Regions from separate parts of the Sus scrofa genome. Here regions 1 and 3 are each linked to region 2. Evidence: chromatin contacts called from public Hi-C and HiChIP or PLAC-seq data. All regions are on one chromosome and are shown on one strand. Each heading gives the region's core, a stretch centred on a gene start, on an enhancer-like site or on the middle of the called end of the contact. The rest is flanking DNA. Distances are from core to core; before and after follow the strand shown.

What was found. Hi-C and Micro-C count contacts between places; a contact is called where the count stands out from the background. HiChIP or PLAC-seq counts read pairs in DNA pulled down with a chosen protein or histone mark.
Region 1: a contact with region 2 is called in a Hi-C map of liver, with 2.9 times the contacts expected there. The contact joins two enhancer-like sites. A contact is called at or near these places in 1 of 47 Hi-C or Micro-C datasets (liver) and 1 of 2 datasets of contacts at active chromatin or transcription factors (skeletal muscle).
Region 3: a contact with region 2 is called in an H3K27ac HiChIP or PLAC-seq map of skeletal muscle, with 3 times the contacts expected there. The contact joins two enhancer-like sites. A contact is called at or near these places in 1 of 47 Hi-C or Micro-C datasets (skeletal muscle) and 1 of 2 datasets of contacts at active chromatin or transcription factors (skeletal muscle).

The regions. Positions count from the first base shown.
Region 1 is chr1:111,093,670-111,096,508 of Sscrofa11.1, forward strand. The region is part of intron 1 of RORA (nuclear receptor ROR-alpha); the gene reads left to right. Among named protein-coding and RNA genes, the nearest start is that of RORA, 380 kb to the left of the region's middle. Within about 2 kb of position 1,337, at least 3 of the 83 cell types and tissues checked have an H3K27ac peak or open chromatin away from gene starts, as enhancers often do. A contact at or near this core is called in liver and skeletal muscle, where this site is marked.
Region 2 is chr1:111,315,103-111,318,162 of Sscrofa11.1, forward strand. The region is part of intron 2 of RORA (nuclear receptor ROR-alpha); the gene reads left to right. Among named protein-coding and RNA genes, the nearest start is that of ICE2, 170 kb to the right of the region's middle. Within about 2 kb of position 1,614, at least 15 of the 83 cell types and tissues checked have an H3K27ac peak or open chromatin away from gene starts, as enhancers often do. A contact at or near this core is called in liver and skeletal muscle, where this site is marked.
Region 3 is chr1:111,136,979-111,139,722 of Sscrofa11.1, forward strand. All of the region lies in intron 1 of RORA (nuclear receptor ROR-alpha), which reads left to right. Among named protein-coding and RNA genes, the nearest start is that of ICE2, 350 kb to the right of the region's middle. Within about 2 kb of position 1,448, at least 2 of the 83 cell types and tissues checked have an H3K27ac peak or open chromatin away from gene starts, as enhancers often do. A contact at or near this core is called in skeletal muscle, where this site is marked.

The DNA.
Region 1 (2,839 bases), core at 87-2,586, 220 kb before region 2:
TTAGTTCTAGTCTCAGCAGAATTCCTCTTGGAGATGCATTAATATTCTAAGTGTGGTAGTTTTTGCAGCATCTTTTGTTAGAACCCAAGAGCATTAAAATAAATGTGGCAAACAGGGCAAACAGGTCAAGTATCTAGTGTATGGCCTTCAGTCTATATTCCCCTCACAACATAAAACATTGCCTCTGGCACAAAGGATCTTCATTATAAATCTCGGGTATTGAAACATAGAGACATGACTGAGTCTCAAGACTGTAAATGTTAAGCATGTGCAAACAGGGACTCTTCTGAGATTCAAAGAGAGAATCCATCCCTGGGGGCTGAGCCTTAAAGGGGTCATTTCTAGGAGGGGTGGGCCTTTGGACTGAGCTGGACTGAACGTGTTGGGAAGGAGACGGATGACAGATGAGTCAGGCTAAAATGACTGATTTGATTTACACCTTTTCCTTAAACTGAATGGTGCCTTATTTTCATGGTCCTGTGGAGGATACTCACCCTTGGCATCAACTGAAAAGTGCAACGGCAGGACGTTCATGGGCTCTGGCCAAGGAGCCATCAGCAATCCCATTACCAAGGCTGAGAGTGAGTCTCATAAGGCAGATTTGGCTTCAAACAGCCGCCACAGCTCTGTTTTCATAAAGTAATTTCAGTTGTTTGCCCAGTTACTATTAATAAGCCCAGGGTTATGAGATTCTACTTATCAGAGCACAAAGGTATTAGAGTGATGGGATGTTCAAGCCCAAACAGACCTTGGAGATCATTTCGTTCTACCTCCACCCTTGACAAATGAGGAAATGGACATGCAAGGACCTGGAGGGCCAGGGTGCAGATGTACAGACTGCCTGGAACCCAGTTTCTCTGACACCTAGCTCTGTACACAGTTCATCAGACCTGCCTGACATCTTCCTGCCTCATCTTTGAGAACTGGGAGTGTGGTAGAAAGAACGTGGAACCAGGCACTGGGAAATCTAAGATGGAAACACATCTTCATTCATTTTATCTTGAGTTTCTCTAGTCTCTTATCTTTCTGCCCACCATAGCAAGTTCATGGTGCAAGTGGATGCCTGATAGTGTTCCCAAAGGAAGAGATGAGATTAAAGCAACGTGTTCACAGTCCTGGTAGCTCCATGGTCCTTTTGAATCAGTCCAAACTTGGGACAAACCCAGTGCTAGTGGTACCTGGTGGGCTCTGACTTTGAATATGTATTCTAACCTCACTCACGGGGAAGCTTCCCTGGACTGTTGCAATGCCTGAGTAAATAGATACAAAGTGCAAGTTCACACACAAGGCCTGGCTCTGAGATCCTCTTGACTGTGCTCATGCTTCCTGCCCTCCTAATAGATCACATGTAAGGCCACGTGCATCACTAAAACACATGAATCATTCAGAACTCCGTGTAGTCAGAGCGTAGAATGATCTAAGGTTCCTAATTTACTTACCTCTTTCCACTGAATAAGCCAGCCAGCAGGTCTCATTTCCATTTCTCTTCAACTATCCAAACACCCATTTTCACCTACATGGAACCTTCTACTGGCCCAGGGACAAATAAATCACATTTTGAGTGGTCCCAAGATGATTCAGCTTTACAAAAAAAGAAAGGATGGCAACATGAAGGACATTTGCTGTGTTGGGCTGTCACCATGTCCCCATCGGAACTGTGAAAAATTATGGCCAATAAAATAACATTTTTCAAAATGTGACACTACCCTTAAATTTATTTTGAAGACAACATTTGAGGGAAATTCATTCTTCAAGCACTTAACAGCCCATCATAAATGAATTGCATTACTAGTTTATAATAGGATAATTGTTTGGTCTCAGCAGTCATCTTTACAAACTCTAGCGTAAATTTTCTCTTTCTTTTAAATCATCTCAAAATATTAGCACGTATACCTCCCCCAGCATCCTACTACGTCCTCTCCACCTCTTCCTACAAATATAGAGATGATTCTGATTGGTTGGCATGCCGAATTTCCTGGTTATTCTTTTGTGATAATGAAAAAAAAAATTGAAACAAAAGCAGCTCATATTGATTGCAGTTGACTGCTAGATAGTGTTCTAAACAGTTTACTTATATTATTTAATCTTCCTAACAATCCAGTAATGTAGATGACATTATTATGCCAATTTTACAGATGAGAAAACTGAGGCAGAGAAAGCAAAAAATAAATAGTATCCCCATTTATGAGGTTTCATGAATATAGTTTTCATAGACCAGGTTTCCTTAAATCAGGATGGGTTTGAGTGCTATTTCTTTTATATAACATCAAATATAACTATCATCTTTAACTATTCCCAAGTTTAAGAAGTGAAGAACAGAAAACTATTAAGTATAGTACCTATTGAGTAAAGACCAACAAAACAATGTCTTTGGAAAGGAATTCTTTTCTCTCTGCTTTTTTTTTAATGAATGATTCCGTTGGGTTACTTGTGTTTATTGTAGTGTTAGGATGACCTTACTGTGACAGGTACAAGTGTTTTCATTGTTTTGCTCCTAAAGAGTCAGGACACCTGGGTGCCAGCCCTAGTTCTGTTGCTAATTATCTGTGCTGTATCGGGTAGGTCCCTTGTCTTTCTGAATCTCAGTCTTCTCAATTGCAAAAGTTTATCCTACAATCCCAGCATTCCCAGAGGTTGTACTGACATGCAGCACCTTACAAACTAATCATGAAGATGAGGAGGGGGAAACCACCCATCGTTCATGCACAGCCTTCGACACAAACAAAACTCAGCCTTGCATCTCAACCTGTCTGAAGGGAGAACAGTGTAATTGGACTACAGAGAGGGAAAAACCTGTATGAAAGCTTAATAATAACAATAACCAAAAAAAGGCAGTCTT
Region 2 (3,060 bases), core at 364-2,863:
AATGGCCATTCGAAATTCTGGAAGGGATAGTGGACTTGATGGACATGTTGTACCAACTTTAAAAAAGATTGAAGGGAGGGGGGGCCTTCTGGGGTGGAAGCCTTCTCGTGTTCTTGAGAGTATTGATGTTACGGGGAAGGAAGGCGAGGTAGGGCATACACATCAATTTTGTACCGTACAAAGGTTGCATACTTTGTATTAGCAAAGTATATTCCTTCATAATGCCAAAAAGGGAAGTTTTTCAACGTAGACAGGAAGACTTTCTAAGGTCCAAAGGAAGCCAAGTGGCTCTTCGCGTAGCAAGGCATGTGCAATGTGTGGAAGACCTGTTCTTGCTGACATAAGGATAAACCTTCCTGAGCTCTTCTGCAGAGGCAAACAGCATTGATATTTAGGCGATTCTGGGGTGTGCATCGTTCAGACTTGACTCTTGGGGCGACAGTAGCTTTCTCATCTCTTGCTTCTCTGATGTGAACTTGCACCATATTCAGAATGAGAATTACACTTTCCCACCTAATTCCAACATGGAGGGGTTTTTTTGTTTTTTTGTTTATTTGTTTGTTTGTTTTAGTTTTGGTTTTTAGAGCTGCACATGCGGCATATGGAGGTTCCCAGGCTAGGGGTCCAATCAGAGCTGTAGCTGCCAGCCTATGCCGCAGCCACAGCAATGCCAGATCCGAGCCGTGTCTGCAACCTACACCAAAGCTCACAGCAATGCCTGACCTTTAACCCACTGAGCAAGGCCAGGGATCGAACTTGCCACCTCATGGATACCAGTCAGATTAGTTTCCACTGCACCACAACAGGAACACCCAACATGGAGATTTTTAAGACGAGACCTCTGTGTATTTCCTTGAAAATATGGGGGCAGAGTAACAACGACCAAACTGTCAACATTCCCCTCTGCCTTATGCCCACTCCCTGATCAAAATTCCTTTCCTATTCTTCTCCAGAAGTTTCTCTTTCTTCTGGCCAATAATAATAATATGCTTTGTTAGGAAGGACGTAGTTAGGAGTTAATGTGAGATGTTGGAAAGGCTTCAGGCATTAGTGACAGAAAGACCCTAGTGTGCATCTTAGCTTTTCTGTGTATTTGTTGTGTAACTTTGGGCCTAATCTCCAAGCCTCAGTTTTCTAATTTGTCAAATGGGAATAGAAGCACCACCCAAAACATTGTTATGAGCGTGAAGAACTGAGAACTGAAAAGCAATAGGTTTATAAAGCAACAATTTTGTTTGTGATGGGTTGCTGTTGTCCCTCTCTCATTCTGGAAGATTGCTGGCTGAAAAATTCAGCTGTACCCTATCCTCCTCCCCAGGGACCAGCAGAAAATGACAAGCCCCTTCTGAGTGGAAACCTTCCCTCAGGTTCCACAAATAGCCTCTCGCATTGTACGAGAGGAGGCTTTCTCATCATGGGCCTGTTCACACCACGGGAAAGCTTTCTCTCCCTCTCCCTGTGGAATTTCTGTCTCCAGTTTTTGAGATCTCTTGGCCTCAAGGACAGAGCAGTGGTTTGGAAACAAATTCAAATGTGAGTGCTTCCCCTCCCCCATGCTGGGTGTGAGATGTTCGGGCCTCCTGTTCTGAAGATAATCTGTGAGTAACCTGAAGTTGGAATGCCCTCCTGAGGTCGGTGTATAAAAGCCAGCAGCATAAATAGGAACTGAGGCTGAAGTAAGCACAAATGTTCTCGAACAACTTCAATAGAGACAGTCTTGTTTGATCCTCTCCAAACTTCCTGAAACCCAGCTGAATATTTGTTTGTTTTGTGGTTGCTCAACTTTTTTTTTTTCGGGCCTTGTCGTGCATGGCTGTTGGTTTCTCTGTTTGAAAGGAAAGTGCTTTTTCTCAGTAATGATGCTTGCACTCTGAACTCTGCAATACCCACTTCTAAAGGCCATTTCATCATAAAGATAAAGTTCTGCTAACTCTCAGGTCCCAACAGATAAAGGATGTGGCCAGTTACCATGACTCGTGCTTCCCTCCTTTGTCATTTGGGGCACACACCTAAAAGCGTGTGAACAGAAAGTTTCTAGATTTGTTTTCACGTTGAAGATTTGAGCCCACAAGGGGAAAATATCAACGTAAATGACTATGCAAAAGTGACAAAATAGCATTTTGACCTTTCAGTTGCCAGAGACACAAAGGCCAACTTAAGGTGAGTTTGCTGTTCTCTTGATTTTTGAGGAAACTACTGGTAATTAGCATTATTCTTTTTTATTTTATTAACCGTGGAACCTCAGGGCCCCAACTGCCCAGTCCATGTTAGACGGGCAGCCCAAGAACAGTACCTGGAGAAAACACCCAGGGACAAAGCAGGGGGACCCCTTGCAGAAAACAGGGATGGAGGCTGGTCCTTCCTTTTGGCCTCCTTTCTGGTAGATGTGTAGCAACACCGTAAAACCAGAATCTGATGTCAAGCTAATTTACAGCTCCTGAGACAGAATGTTCTGAAGTTGGAAGAGCTCATGAATGGCGTATGTCAGGACTGAGGTGCTTGGCAGAGTTTTCAGATACATGTAGAGGCTTTTTCTATACCTTTTATCCAAACTGTTAGTGTCCCCAGGGTTTCTGGGTGTCACAGGGTCCCTCAAAGTATGGGAGACAGCATAAGGCCATGACAGCAATAGCCAAATCTCCTATCTGTGGCCTGCAAATACACGGGAAGTTTGCCCAGTGTCAGACGCGAGAATCTTATATGCCATGATTTTTTTTTTTCCTGGAAGCAACTGGAAACCAACTGAGTGACACTTAAGTCCTTCACCTGCTACATTACTGTAGCCAGTGGGTGTGTGCCAAAGTGGTACCAAGAAGGGCTCTCATCTGAACAGCCGCAAGAGTTACGACCCTGGCTTGGAGCAGAATGTTATACAATGTTCAGAGTCATGGCAACTTGAATGTGGCAGCAGTGTCTGTTTCTGAGATTATGAGCGCTTCATGGCCAAGTGCACCTGTGTTGAGAGTTGACCTCAGAGTGGGATATAGATTGAGAAGCCTCTCTTTTGGAGCTAACAGTTCATTCAAGCTCCTTTAATAGCTAGATATTTAAGTGTTAGAA
Region 3 (2,744 bases), core at 198-2,697, 180 kb before region 2:
CTGACCAGAGCTCATGCATGTCAGCATTCAATATACCTGCATAGTTGAAATCATACTTCCCTATTTACTAACTGACCTTATCTGCTTTATAATTCCGTATCAATAAGCTCTGTTTTCACATCAATTTAAAGGCCAGGAACGCCATCTTAAATGTCATTATTTTTCACGAAATGCTTATTAATAGGCTGGCTGCCCCAAAGCTACATTAATAAATAGTTAGGGACCTGACCTAAAGCCGCAGTCTTATCTTAAGCACAGGCAGTCTTTGGGCCAAAGTTATTACATTGATTTTTTTTCTTGTCAATATTGATTCTTCACTTCTTTTTTGTCTTTTCCTTTTCCTGATAGTTGTCTAAAATTTCCTAGTTGCCTCCTACCTAGAGTTGAACTTACTTGCTTGTTTCTGAAAGAGATAAAGCATGTGTTATAAATGCCTGCATTCTACTCAATACGGCTACAGCAATGAAAATTTTGATAATACATCTCTCTTGCCTCTACATACCTAGCATTCATTCATTCGTTGAATCTAAATTTGTTAAGCCCTCCCCCTCACTCCCACTGAGCCCACCATATGTCAGGCATTCTGAGTAAGACAGCAACCATGGTCAGAACCTCCATTCATGAAGCATGCCTTCTGGAGGCGGGGATAGTCAAGGACATTAAATCATTAAAGAAATAATTGCTGACTGTTAGGAAAACTAACAGCAGAGTACTAGGAGAGAAAATGATCGAAGGCACCTAATGTGGAATCTGGCTTTCTAGCAAGTCCCCAAGTTATGCTGCTGGTTTGAGGACCACCCTCTGAGAACCCCTACTCTAGTATATTATGAGTGGAGGACATTTCGCTTGCCTTAGGGATTATCTCAGCACACATTAGAAGCACTCGGAAACCTTTAAAAAATGATGATGCCTGGCCCTTAAAAAACAGTAAGAGAAGAATTCCCTTGGGAGTCTCTGTCTGAACCTGACTAGTATTCATGAGGATGTGAGTTCTATCCCTGGCCTCACTCAGTGAGTTAAGGATCTGATGTTGTCATGAGCCACAGATGCAGATCAGACCCCGTGTTGCTGTGGGTGTGCTGTAGGCCGGCAGCTATAGCTCTGATTCAACTCCTAGCCCAGGAACCTCCATATACCATGGGTGCAGCCATAAAAAGGACAGGAAAAAAAAAATAAGAGAGTCTGTTATCATTCTGGGCTGGGAGACTGGGCATCTGCATTTTCAAAGGCACCTCACGCACGTCAGGGATAAAGAAGTACTGATGCTAGATGGCACCAGGAAGGGAGAGTGTTGCTTGCCGAGCGCTGGCTACAGTATATATCCTTGGATAGTTTGCAACTCAAATGCTGACTCACTCACTCATCCGTCAGCCTAGTGGTGGGGAGTTCTGCCTTCTTTCAGTGTGGGTCTCACAAGTCCCCAGTTGCAATATGATTCTGTCATTTGACCCACCCGTCATATGAAAGAACTGGATCTTGACGGCCTTGCCTGCTGTGAATTTGAGCTCCAGCATGGAGTGTTTCTAGTAAACTTGAGTCATGGACGGTTGGACTCTCTCACCCCGAGCCAAGGAGCCTGGGACAAGTGGGAGGTGGGGAATGGGCTGACTCGTGGTTCTGTGGTGGTGCAGCTGGAGTCAGGAGACCCAGGTTTACTTCCAGCTCTGCTCCAATGAGGTGGAGACTTTGGCAAGTCATCTGCCTCCTTGGGCTACAGCATCTTTGATTGCAGAATGAGGGCAATTGAACTAGGAGATCACCATCCTTTTTTTAAATGATCAAATTCGAGCCATTCTCATTGGGAAGGGAACACAAAACTGAAGTTCCATTTCCTCCTTGATAAAATTCAAGTTGGACTTGTTGACTTGTAAGTCTGTTGTCAGCCCCAAGCCTTGTGATTCTATCCATAATGACATTGAAAGGCACTGTTGTGAGAATGTAAGACATCTTACTTAGTCCTCACAATGAAACAATGAGATGGATTCTGGTATTATCATCCATTCTATAGATGAAGAAACTGAGGAACCAGGAGGCTAAGTAACTTTCCCAGGCTCGCACAGATAATAGGTGGAAGGGTTGTATTCTGACCCAGTTCTGCAGCCTGGGGGCCCCTAACTGCCAGACTGTTTTACTCAGACACCTTGTTTCACTGCTCTGACCCTCGGTTTCTCTAGCAATAAAATCAAGATTTGGACTGAATGGTCTCGCAATGCCTTTTGGCTCCAACATGCAATGCTTCTGTGGCTGCTTCCTCTTTCTCATTTGTTCCTATTTCCTTTATTTATTGAGCAAACTTTGAATGAGCTCTTACTATGGAATTCAGGAGTCAGACTGCTTGGATTCCATTCCTAACCTAATCCATCCAACCCCTTACTCGCTGTGTGACTTTAGACTTTGTGACCTAAACTCTTTGGCCTCATTTATTTGCATGGGATTAATGCAAGTGTGGCTCCTGGAGAGTTGTTATGAGGATGAGGTGGCACATGGCCTGAAAGCAGCTAGCACAGGGTCTGCCCAATAACAGGGACTCAGTGAGTGTTTCTATCAGCATCATGAGGACCCCACACTAGCTGCTAGGGATGCAAAGATGAATAAGACACAGTCCTGGGCAATGTAGAGCTCATAGCCTAGGCTTGGAGGAAAGATGAATACAAATGATTGGAGTATGACAGGAAATAATAAGCATGTCCCCAAGCCTCTGGGAAAGGCAAGTGGAGGGAGGGGTTATTTCAGGGGCAGGGTGT